Regions from separate parts of the Ovis canadensis genome. Here region 2 is linked to region 1. A link is a contact called in public Hi-C data. All regions are on one chromosome and are shown on one strand. Each heading gives the region's core, a stretch centred on a gene start, on an enhancer-like site or on the middle of the called end of the contact. The rest is flanking DNA. Distances are from core to core; before and after follow the strand shown.

The links. Hi-C and Micro-C count contacts between places; a contact is called where the count stands out from the background.
Region 2: a Hi-C map of lung shows a contact between it and region 1, with 4 times the contacts expected there. The contact joins the enhancer-like site here to the promoter of EXT1 in region 1. A contact is called at or near these places in 2 of 2 Hi-C or Micro-C datasets (fibroblasts and lung).

Annotation. Positions count from the first base shown.
Region 1 is chr9:69,324,456-69,331,103 of ARS-UI_OviCan_v2, reverse strand. It overlaps EXT1 (exostosin glycosyltransferase 1), which reads right to left and starts at 3,719. Exons shown (of 11, transcript XM_069600354.1): 1 at 1,040-3,719. The coding sequence starts at 2,001.
Region 2 is chr9:69,582,359-69,589,420 of ARS-UI_OviCan_v2, reverse strand. All of the region lies in intron 1 of EXT1 (exostosin glycosyltransferase 1), which reads right to left. Among named protein-coding and RNA genes, the nearest start is that of EXT1, 260 kb to the right of the region's middle. Within about 2 kb of position 2,165, the one cell type or tissue checked has open chromatin away from gene starts, as enhancers often do. A contact at or near this core is called in fibroblasts, where this site is marked.

The DNA.
Region 1 (6,648 bases), core at 2,470-4,969:
CCAAGCTCAAGTTAAAGCCCATTGGTGGAAACTAGTTTTGACCCCCCCCCCCCCAAGTCCAGTGTCTCAGTTACCATCACTGTGAAGGAAAAGCAAGAGTGAGAAAGGCTACAAAGTCTCCAGCTCAGTTACTTAGCAACTGGACAAAACTTGCTTCACTCCAGAGGGTGAGGAGGCATCTCACCACCCATTCAGAGAGTAACAGTCTCCGATTTACATGCAAATTGATAAAGACAAAAGGGAAGAGGAAATCTAAATTAGCAACTGGAGTTTACAGCAGTAGAGCTGAGGCCCAGATTTACAAACAGCTTTCTCCCAGGGAGGGAGGCAGGATATATACACACCAACAAGCACACATGAATGAGTGCAAGCATGCATGCATGCGTGCGTGCAAGATCACAGGCCCTAACCAGCTTACAGTCTCCCTTCATAAAAGTCAATGCCATCTGGGAGTAGGGAAGAGACAGGCACAGAAAGTTTAGGAGCTAAAATTAGAGCACTTTCACTACTAACACACATTTAGGGTTTACGGAAAGATGACAATTGGAGGGTGGGAGAATCCCAGGGAAAGCAGCTTCCCCTCCCTCCTCCTGAGAACAGCAAATAAAGCATCAATCTTGGGTGGAAGGTCCCTAGATTGGGTGGATTCAGAGCCTCTGGGGTCCCTATAACCTCTCACAAACCCTCTCCTGGCTCCGCCGTTGAAGCGCAGGTTCCAAACTTGGATCAAACCCACACCTTTCATAGAAGACACATCACCCTGAAGGTTTTCCAAGCAAGAGGGAGTCACTGTCACCTACTTGGCCCAAGAAAGTGCTCCAGGCTTTTCTGTTTGCCCGAGGAGCTCCAACTCTGGGTCTTCAGCTCCAAGCCACACACCAGAGAACCAGGCTGCTCGGTCCCAGGCTTGGAGCAAGAGGAAGAGGACCGGAGGGGCTCCCCTGTCCCACCCCCATTCCCCAAGCTCACACCTGGACCCAGGTGGGCAGGACCCAGGTGGGCAGGGCCCGGGGCTAACCCTCTGAGGCCCGTCACTTACTTCTCGTACTCGGTGTTGTCCCGGTCACAGCGAGAATCCTTGTGCTTCTGCCAGTCTTTGCCATGCTTGCAGGTGGTGAGCAGCACTACGTCCTCCCCGTTATGGACGTGATATAAGGCATTCCTGGTGTCTGACCCTATCCCTGTCAGGTACCTCTTCCCCTTGAAGACCAGCATGTACTTCCTGAGAGGAGGGATAGTGTTAAACTTCAAAAACCCCCTCTCCCCTCCTGTCCTGGGATGATCCTTAGAAAAGAGGGGAATAGAAACATCAAAGTTGGGTCGGAAGTTTTCAGTACTGATGCTGGCCTTAGCCAGCATCGCCTGGCCGATGTCAAACCCCACGTCCTCGGTGTAGTCAGGCCAAGTGCCGGAATATAAATTAAAAATTAAATGATTCCTACCGTTGTTCCACAAGTGGAGACTCTGCACTTTGGATCTCAAATTGTGCACATACTGAGGTGACAACTGGTCTCGGTCTAAAGTGTCCAGACTCAGGACAAAGAGGCACGCCTGGCTGGGGTCCGAGGTATAGAACCTGGAGCCCTCGATGGCCGCTAGAATGTTTTGGTAACTTTCAGCGATTTTCTCCCCTTTTTGCTGTGGGTAGACGTAGACTTTGAAGCCGTTTTTCTTGCAAAGGGTGAAATCGAAGCAGGACTCCATGCGGCACTTCTTGCCTTTGTAGATGCTCGAGTTGGCCTCTCGCTTCTGCCGGGGCGAAACGTGCACACTGGAATCCTCGTTTTCCAATTGATCCCAGGGAACGAAGGGGCGCAGAGCGTCCGGGAAGCGGGGCCAGAAATGATCCGGACTCGGGTGGTGCAAGCCATTCCGACCGCTGTGCTCTTCTCTCCGGCTGTGGCTTCTCGATGCCCTAAACTGCAAGCCTCCGAAATAAAACAAAAGGGCGAGACAAGAGCCAGCTGAGAGCAGGATGAAATAGCGTTTTTTGGCCTGCATGTGTCCTGCCTGGGTCAAGAGGATTGTAAATAAACACAAGAATCACCCAAGTTTCCCAATCAACACTTTCAGCTCCAGTCCGCCATCTTCCCGCCCGTAAAGACTTCAAACTCTCCGCTCCCACCTTCTCTGGATGCCTTTCCCCAAGCCGTGGACTGATCCAGCGCATGTGGGCGATTTCTTTAACTTTCTCCCCTTCGGTCTTTCATCTTTGGGTTGCACAATGGACGGGAGAGAGCGGGGCGGAATATCTCGCACCAGGGCGGGCGAGCAGCGGACTGTAATTCTCTTGCATGCAACAAGACCGAGGAAAGAAAGAGAGGGGGGGAGGAAAAAAAGCTCCCAATGCCCAATCAATGGCAAGACGAAGTGATTTCCTTGCCTCTCGGATTCCTCTCGGCAGCGTGGAAAACGAGCCCCTGGAAAGCAACTTCAACTCATCCAGGCTCCCGTGCAGAACACTCCAGTTCCAACAAGTCAGCCGATCCCCGGGTTCAGCCGGCTAGTGCATCTTGCAGCTGGGGCGCCGTAACCTCACAAATCCCTGCATCTCTCTTTATTCCCTTCTGCAGCAGCTCCAAGACTCCGGCAGTGTTTACTCCTGCGCTCGCCGGGCCGGCCCCCGGGACGCGCGACGGCCCGGCTGGAGAAGGCTGGAGGCTGCGGCGGCGGCGCTGGGTGACGGCGGCGGCGCGTCCTCCCCGCGGGCAGTGCCGGCCCCGAGCGGCGCTTCCAAGGCCCCCGCGCGATCGCTGCCGACCGCCGCGTTCGGTCGCCGAATGTTACCCGGTTCTGAATGTTACACTTACACATTCCATTCCCGACACGACAGCGCTGACCTCATCCATCCACGCAGCCCGCGCTGCCATTGGCCGAGCGTCACGTCCGGGGGGGGCGGTGCTTCCGCTGCGCCCATTCATAACCCCCGGCCACCGGCAGAGGCGCCGGCGCGGCGCTGGGGGTGCGGGCGGCGCGGGGACCCCGGGGCGCCTCGGCCAGGCCCCCGCGGGCGGAGCGCGGGGCTGCCCCGAGAGAGTCCGCGGTCCTTCGGCGCGCCGGGATCCGGACCCCGGCCTGGGCCTCACCACCTTGCAGCCGCCGCGCCGGGAAACCAGCGCCTCCCAGAGGCGCCTGCGGGCGCACGGAGGCCGGGGAAGCGGGGACCGGCGGGCGCTTCCCCGGCCCGCTGCTCCGGCTGCCCCGGTCGTCCTCGAGAATTCCTGCGCCTCGGCTGCTTGCCGGGAACGCCTCCCTGAGCGGGCGGCGAGGAGTGTTCGGGTTCCTGGAGAAGGATGCTAGAAAAGTGGAGCAGTGGGGCGAGCCCTTGGGCTGCAGAAGGAAAAAAAAAAAAAGACTTCATAGAAAGCGACCGCTGATCAGAAGGATACCTCTCTCTGCCCACCTTCCACCCTCTGAGGGCCCCAAATTTTCCTTCCTACAAAGCATTTAAACAGGTCCCTTATCCCCTAAATGTGTGCTGTGTCGCTTCAGTCGTGTCCGACTCTTTGCCACCCCCATGGACTGTAACCCGCCGGGCTCCTCTGTATGGGATTCTCCAGGCAAGAATACTGGAGCAGGTTGCCATGCCTTCCTCCAGGGGATCTTCGCAACCCAGGAATCGAACCCATTATCTCCGGCGTCTCCTGCATTGCCCATCTCTTTTTTCTTACCCCCAAGGAACCACCCCAATCCCCGATAATGAAAAGGAAATACTACAACCGAAAGGAATCGTTTCAATTCTTCATGTCTGGCTGTGCACTAAGAGAAGACATCTATCCCAAATCCTCAGTAACTTTCCACGCATCCTTTCCTAGCTTCCCAAAGCCCTTTGTCTATTCTGTAGAAAGCTTCCAAGAGATCCAATCACACCGTGGAAAAAAGAAGGATCTTCTAATAGCCGAGAATAACCCGGTTGATTTAAGCTCCTCCCAGTACCGAAAGTGATGTTACTCTCTTTTGCGGGGGAGGGGGAATGGTTTTTAAGGAGCTGTCTCTGAGGGATAGATGGCTGGTAGAATGGCCAGCTGCAGATGAGACACTTGAGGCAGGAGATGACCTTTTTCACCATTAGTACAAGCTTCCTTCAGCTAGTCCTTCCTTCCTTCCCCTAGCCATAAGCCCCTACCCTCAGGGACACATCACTGGACAAATCAGATAAAGATCCAGAGTCTCTCTAAAGATCCTCCAAGACTGCAAAGATGTGCTTCCAAACAGTGCTTCTGGTCAAAGCCAAGTCCTTGGCCTTACACCTAAATTCTGCTTTACTGGGAGCACCTCCCACCCTCTTCCCCAACCTAAGTCACAGGGGCCTGGCCAAAAGGGACAAACAGTTGCCTAGGACAGCAAGCTGTTTAGTGATTGTTTATTATGGGAGGGACTGAGAGCTAGGGACAGACACATCCCAGCTTCCCCCAAGGCTGCAAAAAAAAAAAAAAACAAAAAACCTCCAGCGGGTGTGGACAAAGGGCATGGTTATAATGAGGCAGGGTGAAATGATCAAGTGGAAAATTTTAGACATTTGTTGTTTCAGATTGGTTTTTAATAAAGGGGTGAAGGGGCCTTGGTAGGATGTTGCTGTACCTTTCTGAAGTCTTGCCCTATCTCTGGCCTGCCAAAGATGAGATAGCTTTTCCAGATTTGACGTGCACCCCCTGCACAATCAGACAGGCCTGGGAGAGAAATGAGGCTTCAGTCATCTTCCAGATGCAATGACAGTGATGCAGATAAATGCAGTGATTGAAACCACATGTGACCAGGGGCCCGCCCCAGCCCGGGTTGCTGAGAGCATCCATGCAAGGCAAGGGCCCTTCTGTTGAGATTAGGCTGGAGATTTTCTCAGCCCAGTGGAATTGAGGCTTTGGGGACTGCAGCTCCTCTACATCCTGATAGTCATCCTGTGTGACCTTAGTGGGAGCAAGTTACAGCCCTTGCTCTTTTGCGTCTCTTTCTGCTTTGACACATTTTTCCCATCTTGCCTAACCGTTATGGATTCCTTCATCCCACGCTCCAGGGTTACCCAGGCCTACTGTCACATTCCATAGTGGTGTACACTGTGAGAAAACTCTGGTTCAGGAAATGAGAGAAAATTTGGATTCAGACCCCCAGATCTGTCATTTACGAGTGCCTCAGGCATGTGGTTTAATCTCACGGAATATCAGCTTCTCGCTTAAAAAGTCAGAATAATAATATTTTTTATGAAACTGGATACCATAAATTGCTCTACATGTGCAACACTTTTTGCTCAAGTTCCTCATTTCAAAAGCCAACTGGAATCTAAAGTAGCCCTCTATGATGGCATCATCATTGCATCCATCTCCTTTGGTTTTATTTTCTCCCCAGCCCTTCTCAATAGCTGAAATCCTTTGTTTGTGTGTTTGTTGTCTGTATTTCTTCACTGTAAGAGGAGCTTCCTGAGTGCAGGAACCCTGTGTTACTCATTCCTCAATCCCCAAGGCTGCCATAGGTAGCTCTGGTATTCTGGCGGAGCCCAGTCACTGATCTGAATGATGAATCAATCACTAAAGTTCAACTTCACCTCAGGATTTGAACATGCTTGAAGAGAAAGGTGTCCCTCGTGGTCTCTCAAAGCAGGTCTGAGTCTCCTGTCTGAGATGGAAATATTACAAACTAGGAATATCTTCAGTTCAGTTCAGTTTAGTCCCTCAGTCGTGTCCGACTCTTTGTGACCGCATGAATCGCAGCACGCCAGGCTTCCCTGTCCATCACCAACTCCCAGAGTTTACTCAAACTCACGTACATCGAGTTGGTGATGCCATCCAGCCATCTCATCCTCTTTCGTCCCCTAATCCTCCTGCCTCAATCCCTCCCTGCATCAGGGTCTTTTCCGAAGAGTCAACTCTTTGCATGAGGTGGCCAAAATATTGGAGTTTCAACTTTAGCATCAGTCCTTCCAATGAACACCCAGGACCAATCTCCTTTAGGATGGATTGGTTGGATCTCCTTGCAGTCCAAGGGACTCTCAAGAATCTTCTACAACACCACAGTTCAAAAGCATCAGTTCTTCAGTGCTCAGCTTTCTTCACAGTCCAACTCTCACATCCATACATGACCACTGGAAAAACCATAGCCTTGACTAGACGGACCTTTGTTGGCAAAGTAATGTCTCTGCTTTTGAATATGCTGTCTAGGTTGGTCATAACTTTCCTTCCAAGGAGTAAGCGTCTTTTAATTTCATGGCTGCAATCACCACCTGCAGTGATTTTGGAGCCCAAAAAATAAAGTCTGACACTGTTTCTACTGTTTCCCCATCTATTTCCCATGAAGTGATGGGACCAGATGCCATGACCTAATCAGTCCATCAAACATCTTTAACAGTGTATGTCAGATCATGTCACTCCTCTGGTCAGAGCCCTCAAGGAAACCCTACCTCAGAATCCCAGCCAAAGCCCTCACAAGCCCCTATAAGGTCCTGGAGGATCTTCCCTAACTGTCCCCATGCCTCCTCACCAGACCTGTCTTCACCTTATTTTCTGCCAATAACTCTCTCCCTCCATCCCAGTCTACTCACTCTTCTCCAGCTGGGCTGGTTTCCTTGTGGTTTCTCATACATGCCAAACATCTCCCTATCTTAGGACCTTCGCACATGTTCATCTCAGCTAGTCTGTCCCCGGTATCCATGGTACATCC
Region 2 (7,062 bases), core at 916-3,415, 260 kb before region 1:
AATCAAGCACAATTGTGTTCCCTGACTCCTGCCAGATGCCAGCTTCCTCTCGAGTCTGGGTTCTGTACACAGACTCCCCAAAGGGCTGTAAATCAGCGGTACTAGATATTTCCACAAAGTTTCAAACAGATGTTCACCCGGTGCTTATTCGCCCAGGCTCCAGATGGCTCCAGATCCTGGCTCCTTCCTCCCGCAGACCCTCAAATCACAACCCAGACATGTCACTAACGGAGGCTGGGGAAGAAGGATGAGCCAAGTGGACCCAGTGGAGTTCTTTAAGAAGCCCCCTAGAACTGGTGGCATTTCACGTATGCATAGAAGGAGCCATAGCCCGAGTCAGCATAAATCACTGCCAGCCTTTACTACCTGGATACAGTTTTCCAAAAGATGAAGTAGTCGTACATGTGGTGGAAAAAGTTTCTGCTGCCAGTCAGCCTGCACCTGCAACAATTTATTCCAATGTCTTCCACAAGCAACTGGTTGTAGAGAATTTTACTACACTGACATCATAGCAAGGTGATTCCATACCTATCTGTCCTCTCAAACGGGAGAGAAGTAATGCTGAAAAGTGTGTTCTATCAACATTAAAAAAAAAAAATCCTTAAGAATATATTTCAAACCTACAACAAAAACATAAAAATCAGGAAAAATTCTTTAAAACTCCATTCTTTCTCAGTCCAAGGAACAGGTTTACACGTTTTTCTTTCTCTCCCCAATTACAAGTATTCTTGACTTCATCTAGCAACTGATGCACGTGGATAATAAGAAAACCCAGAGGACAGCACTGGATTGCCAAGGCTTGCAGGTTTTCTTTAAGGCAGTCTGGAGAGATTCCCTACTTCCCTCTCACTTCTCCAGAAAGACAAAGACTTTTCAAAAGAGTAGAAGCTGAGCTGAAGTTTCTTTCCTAGTTTTCCTGCCTCTGGCAGTCATTTTACTCATCTGCAAAAAAGAGGAATTATTGTGATGGAAGCCCAAATGAACGTCTGTGAGTCAGGATGAGAGCCTTCCATATGCTGGCCCATCCCATGCCAACCTTTGTGGATTCTGTTGGGATCCCTTGTAAATTTCACTTTCTGTTTATGCGGCTTTTCGTGGAGGCTCAGAGCAAACCTCCCCCTATCCTCAAGCAATGGTAAAGAGGAGCCTATCAGATCATTTGCCTTTCAGGGGTATGTAAGCTTTGTCGTTAGGGAGTAAGAAAACTGTCTAGTGGGCTTAGTCAGAAATGACTTCCTTTTGTCTTTTCTTTATGAAAACTTTCTCTATTTCTTTCATCTCTCTTGGACCTTAAGAGAAAACAGCATTTCATACTCATTGTTCCCTATCTACCACATTCTACAGACAGAGATAATTAAAGGTAAGATTATTTATTTCTGACTGTCAAAACTCTCAGCAAGGCTTACGAGGAGCAGGGATTCGAAATTCATCCTATCTCAAGATGACTGCACTAATGGTATAAATCGTGTAAATAACCAGGTGTCTGTACACACCGGATGCCTAGAAATGCATCTGGGTTGACAAATGTTTACACTGAGTTATATTGCTTTAATTTACCCTCAGATGGAGGCAGAAGGGGGTGGGCCATATCACATTAATAAAGGAAGGGGGTGTTATAGCATTTCATTACATGGAAGTTTCCCTTCCTTAGGTAAAACCTAAATGCACCAAAAGTCCTTTAAAACTGAAAAACTAACAACATGTTATTGAATTATAAACTATGATTTTCATTTAAGCAGAGCCCCTAGGACAAAGATGGCTGATTAAAACACTGGAGCCCAGAGAGGTTAGATGATTATTCACGGTCACACAGCTGGGGAAGATCACAGGACTCAGTCCAGCTCCAGAGCTCAAAATTAACTGCTCCCAAGTACCACTGCTCGCCCAGCTAGTCGGCAGAACAGAACACTCACCAAACGGAGGGAATGCTGTCAATCTTACCACCCCTTAGAAAATGTCCAGAGGATCAACTGAGCCCAGAAATGGTTCAGCACTTGCTTGGGAAAGCCAGCATTCAGGTGTAAAGGGTAATTATTTATTCAAAAACCAGCTATCGATCAAAGTTACAAACCTACATTTTTATCCTTTTTGGGGGTATTTCTCAATAGTACATGATTAGCCATTCTTGGAAATGATTCTGTGGGCTGCTAGAAGTTTTTGTGGGTTGGTAGATCTTTCTGAAACTATTTCTAGGCTGCATGAATCTTTGTCTGGGAATTTGCCTCCCTGGCCTTCCAAAACATGAAGTGCATTTTTGCTTTGTTCAGATATTTTTCTTTTTTTTCTTACTACCCTCTGCAAGTCTGAAAATACAAATGACCCTGAAAAGTCCCGAGGGCATTTGGTTTTCTTTCCTTACCTCGAATCGACTCCTTTTAAAAAAGAAAGCTTGGGGAAATTTATAGCCCAGAAAGATGAGTGGAAAAAATGATGTTATTTCAATGCAAAATTATTCCAGGACTGTGTGTGTGTGTGTGTGTGTGTGTGTGTGTGTGTGTGTGTGTGTGTGCAGTGGGTGGTGGTGGCAGGGGAGAGGAGGAGGAGGAGAGTTGCAACAGAAGGTGGGTTGAGGGAAATGCCCATCTCCACGGGCAATTCAATTTGGCAGCTCCATGGAGACAAACCAATTAGTATGGATTGTCAAGGTGTTTTGTATGAATTGGCTACCTGCCCATTATGAATTGGAATGGGATTAACTAGCTCATTCCAAACACTCCACCAAACAGCAAATGGTCATATGATAATGATTTTCAGTCACTAACACCTTGGCTGGATTGGAGACTTGGACTTATACCTTTAACAATCTAAGAGATTCATTTCTTCAAGCCTACCCACTTCTCCTAAACACATCTTTTTATTTCCCCTTCCTAGCTTTTATTTTTTTTAAAGCCTCCCTGCTAATTGGGAGGCTATACATTCTTCTAAACATGAACATACGTATTAACCAACCAACCCCGTAATAACTGATTCGTATGCTCTACCATTTAAATGTGCCGGCCCTTCACTCACGGTTTTCAAAGCCCCATGACCACCCACTTGGCAAGTTAATTCCACCAGAGGTTCTAGAACCATCCACCTCTGACAGAGAAGCCCTGAGAAGCTTGGGTTCAAGATTCAGGGATTCAGTCCATGACCAAAGTCATTAGCTCTTTTAATTATTTGTCTCAGCTTCTTATAGTTGGACTTTCCCCTTGTTTCAGACACCAAGTCCAAACTTGATCTTCCAGGCCCAGAAAGTTGCCTCTAAGGACCACCATTAGCCAACAGCATGTCTGCCCACACTCTTCTCCAGACAAATGGGGCCCTAGTCTAGGGCCAACAGCTTCATGGAAGACAGCCCAAGGTGGATCTCAACCCAAACACACGCGACATTCCTCTGCGTTCCCACACGACGTGGCGGCCACATCCTTCTCAACATCCACTTCTCTCGGGGGCTCCCCAGTCCCCTTGGCGGGGATGGGAGTGACCCCTACTCCCAGGCTTAGGGGCAGCGTGTGATGCAAGTGTAAGCCATCAGTACATTCCCCAGGCCACGTGTTTTTTTTTTTTTTAAGATAAGGCCTGGGACTTCCCTGGTGGCTCAGACGGTAACAAATCTGCCTGCAATGAAGAGACTCGGCTTCAGTCCCTGGGTCAGGACGATCCCCTGAAGATGGGGATAGCAACCCACTCCAGTATTCTTGCCAAGAGATTTCTATGGACAGAGGAACCTGGTGGGCTACAGTCCAAGGGTCACAAATAATCCGACACGACTGAGCAACTAATATTTTCACTTTCACTTCGGGAGCCATTTCAGCCAATATGGCTGCTGTCTCGGGTCAGGTGCCTGTAAATCAGTGTTGACCGTCTATGCAATCTAGGCAGGAAGAAACCATATAGTCCCTTTCAAGTGTTCTCACTACCAGCTGATGTGTTACAATAAAAACATGTTTTCAGGGCAAATTCTAGTCCTGCCAAAATCCTAGCCCAAAAAGCATGGCCTGATACCAGTGTCAGACTGCACTAAAGCTCTGTGGACAGGTTAGCTCCCAGGCTTCCTCCACTCAGCTGTCCTGGGGCCCTCGGGACGTCCTGAGTGACAAGCGCCTGCCAGAAACCTCACTGTGCACAACCCTGTGTGCGTGCTGCCTGGCTGGCTGGACTTCCTGTCGGCATCTGCAGGCCCCCACCTAGCGTCTGATCCCCTCCAGTGGGGACGGCACCTCTCGAGGCCCAGATCCTCCCGTCAGCTCCATGAACCCTGGTTAACCTGTCTGAGCCTGCTTCTACATCCAATGGGGAAGAACTTTAGGAAAGGAAGGCAACCTGCCAATCTGTAGTATCTGTACAGAAATGCCAACCGGTGAAGAGCTGGCTCTTGCCCATAACAGCAGTTTGTCTCTGTGATCCAGAGGACTGGAAGGATGAGCTGTAGGCTCATCTCTTGAGTCAGGGTTGGTTAAAGGACCATTCAGGTTTTGGAGCAGAGGGTCTCAAGTGTATGACGAAGTCAATTACCGAAAATGATCGGAATCCTCCAAAACATCTACCTCCCCCTCAAAAACAGTGCCTGGAAATTAAAATCAAACAAACCTAGTAAATTTCTTCCCAGCCCTCCCTGGAAATATGGGCTGTTACTGAAGAACAGCATAGCAAGAACAAAGTCCATTTTAAAAATAACATTTCATTTTATGGTATCTCTATTTCAATGTTGAATATAAATACTGGTATATAGGTTTCTGATTTTAAAATAATCCTATTTGATTAAACTGTATTTTAATGGATTCCATTTGCAAAAGGAAGGTAGAGTTTAAATCACTTTGTCATAACGATTCATTTTCCCTCACACTAAATATATTTTCTCCTTGAAATATGGTTGTGATAGGTGAATAGTACTTTTAATAACATCGTTCTGAAAAAAAAAATCAAATCAAATATAATAATCCTTTAGACTATGAACTAATTTTTTAAGATTTAGGGGAAAAACCAACTTACCATGGAATATAACACAAGGAAATCATATGAGGCCACACTGTCACCCCTATTACAAGAAGCAATGGCCCCCAAGCTGGAAACAGTACTGATTTCAAAAGAGAACATCATACTTCTTTTGTAAGGCTTTGTCTCTTACTTAAAAAAAAATCAGGTTTAGAAAATGAAGAAAAACTTGGTTTAAAGAGGATCCACTATTCATCAGTTATTTCTGTGATGGTTCACTTTTCTAAACATGTAAGTAAAACTAAAAGGGAAGAAATTTGTTGTGACAATACAACACATCCCTCAAATCTCAGGGTAAAACGAGATGCACAGTCTTTAAGCATCCATCTTGGAGAATTCCTGGGCAGTCCAGTGGTTAAGACTTGGAGGTTTCACTGCCAAGGGCCTGGGTTTGATCCCTGGTCGGAGAACTAAGATCCCAAAAGCTATGCGGCATGCCTCCCTGCCTCCTCCCTCACCCAAAAAAACCCACCTTGGATCCCCAATCTTCCCTCCGATTCTCCAGGTGTGGCTCTTTTATTTGAACATTTGCTTCATCAGTGCATCTTCTCAGATTCAACATTTGCTGTCAGTCTGTTCTTTGCTGGGGACTCTTTGAGATATAGGTGACACAAAGGTGTCCTCTGAGACTGACAATCACTGTAACAAGTGGACATGAAATAGAGAAATGAAGAAGATGCCTGATGTTGATATTTCTGTCCTGATGACACCATTTGTTTCCAAATTTTATAGCACCTTGCCCAACAGTCCACAAGCTCCCAAAGAGTAGTTCTGCCAATAGTGAATTCATTGCTATGGACACATGACTGATCCGTAATCCATCTTTAACTGGACTTTTTTATCCTCCTGTCATGCAAGTTGCTCCAGAGTGGCCTGCCTCTTCCCATTGCAAGTACTAGAAGAGACACAAACCCACTTCACCATCGCACAAAGCAGCAGGCGGTCACTGAAAGCAGGGACCGGCTCATGCTCTTTGGTCTCCAGCATCCATTTAGGACCCAGTGGCTCCACTACACAAGGTTCATTTACTAAAAAAAAAAAAAAGTAAAAAAAGGAACAAAATGGAATCTACTTGAATGATCCAATTTAAAAAGTCAAACTAGTATTAATGTTAGGTAGTATTTAAGGTACTGCCAACTGAGTTTCCATTCTCAGAAAGGGTAAAGCAACAGAATAAAAAAGAGAGACAGACAAATAAATACTGGCTGCTTTCAAACTATTGGAGAAGGCAATGGCACCCCACTCCAGTACTCTTGCCTGGAAAATCCCATGGATGGAGGAGCCTGGTGGGCTGCAGTCCATGGGGTTGCAAAGAGTCGGACACAACTAAGCATTTCTTTCACTTTTCACTTCCATGCACTGAAGAAGGAAATGGCAACCCACTCCAGTGTTCTTGCCTGGAGAATCCCAGGGACAGGGGAGCCTGGTGGGCTGCCATCTCTGGGGTCGCACAGGGTCAGACACGACTGAAGCAACTTAGCAGTAGCAGCAGCTTCCAAACTATAAGGCCTGAGCTCAAGTTCTGTTTTTTTTTTTTTTTTTTTACCGGGTATTTTCACAGGCACTGCTTGTGTCTTACAGAAGTATTTAAAAGTATTCCCTAGCTTGTCTTCCTGTAGTTATCACTGGATCCCCATATGGTTTCCTGACATAATCAAGAAAGTATCAACTCTAACAGTGCTTTAGTTTACAGTACAGTTATTTGCAGAGAAGGGACCCTTCTGAGCATGTCCCTATAACAATTAACTCCAAGGCAGGAACACAGTTCTAGTGCTTTCTGTGTAAATGCACATGATGAAATGCTCTGGCACCGAGGAGCGGATCAAGCAGTCGGAGAGTTCTTCCTTCAGAAAGCTGGATAAGAAGCCCTCATCCCTGGCTCTATGAGGGGCTTCTGCACACATCTGTTTTAGCTCAGTCCCCCAGAGATATCTAAAATCTAATTAACCAATTAATTTGCAAATATATTCTAATTTATTCAAGGGAGATTTTCTTGGGTGTTAAATTATCTGACAGTGAGCCATATGCAGTACACAAGAGCAGGACCTCACTGAAATACCACAGTTTACCCCAGTGCAGGAATGA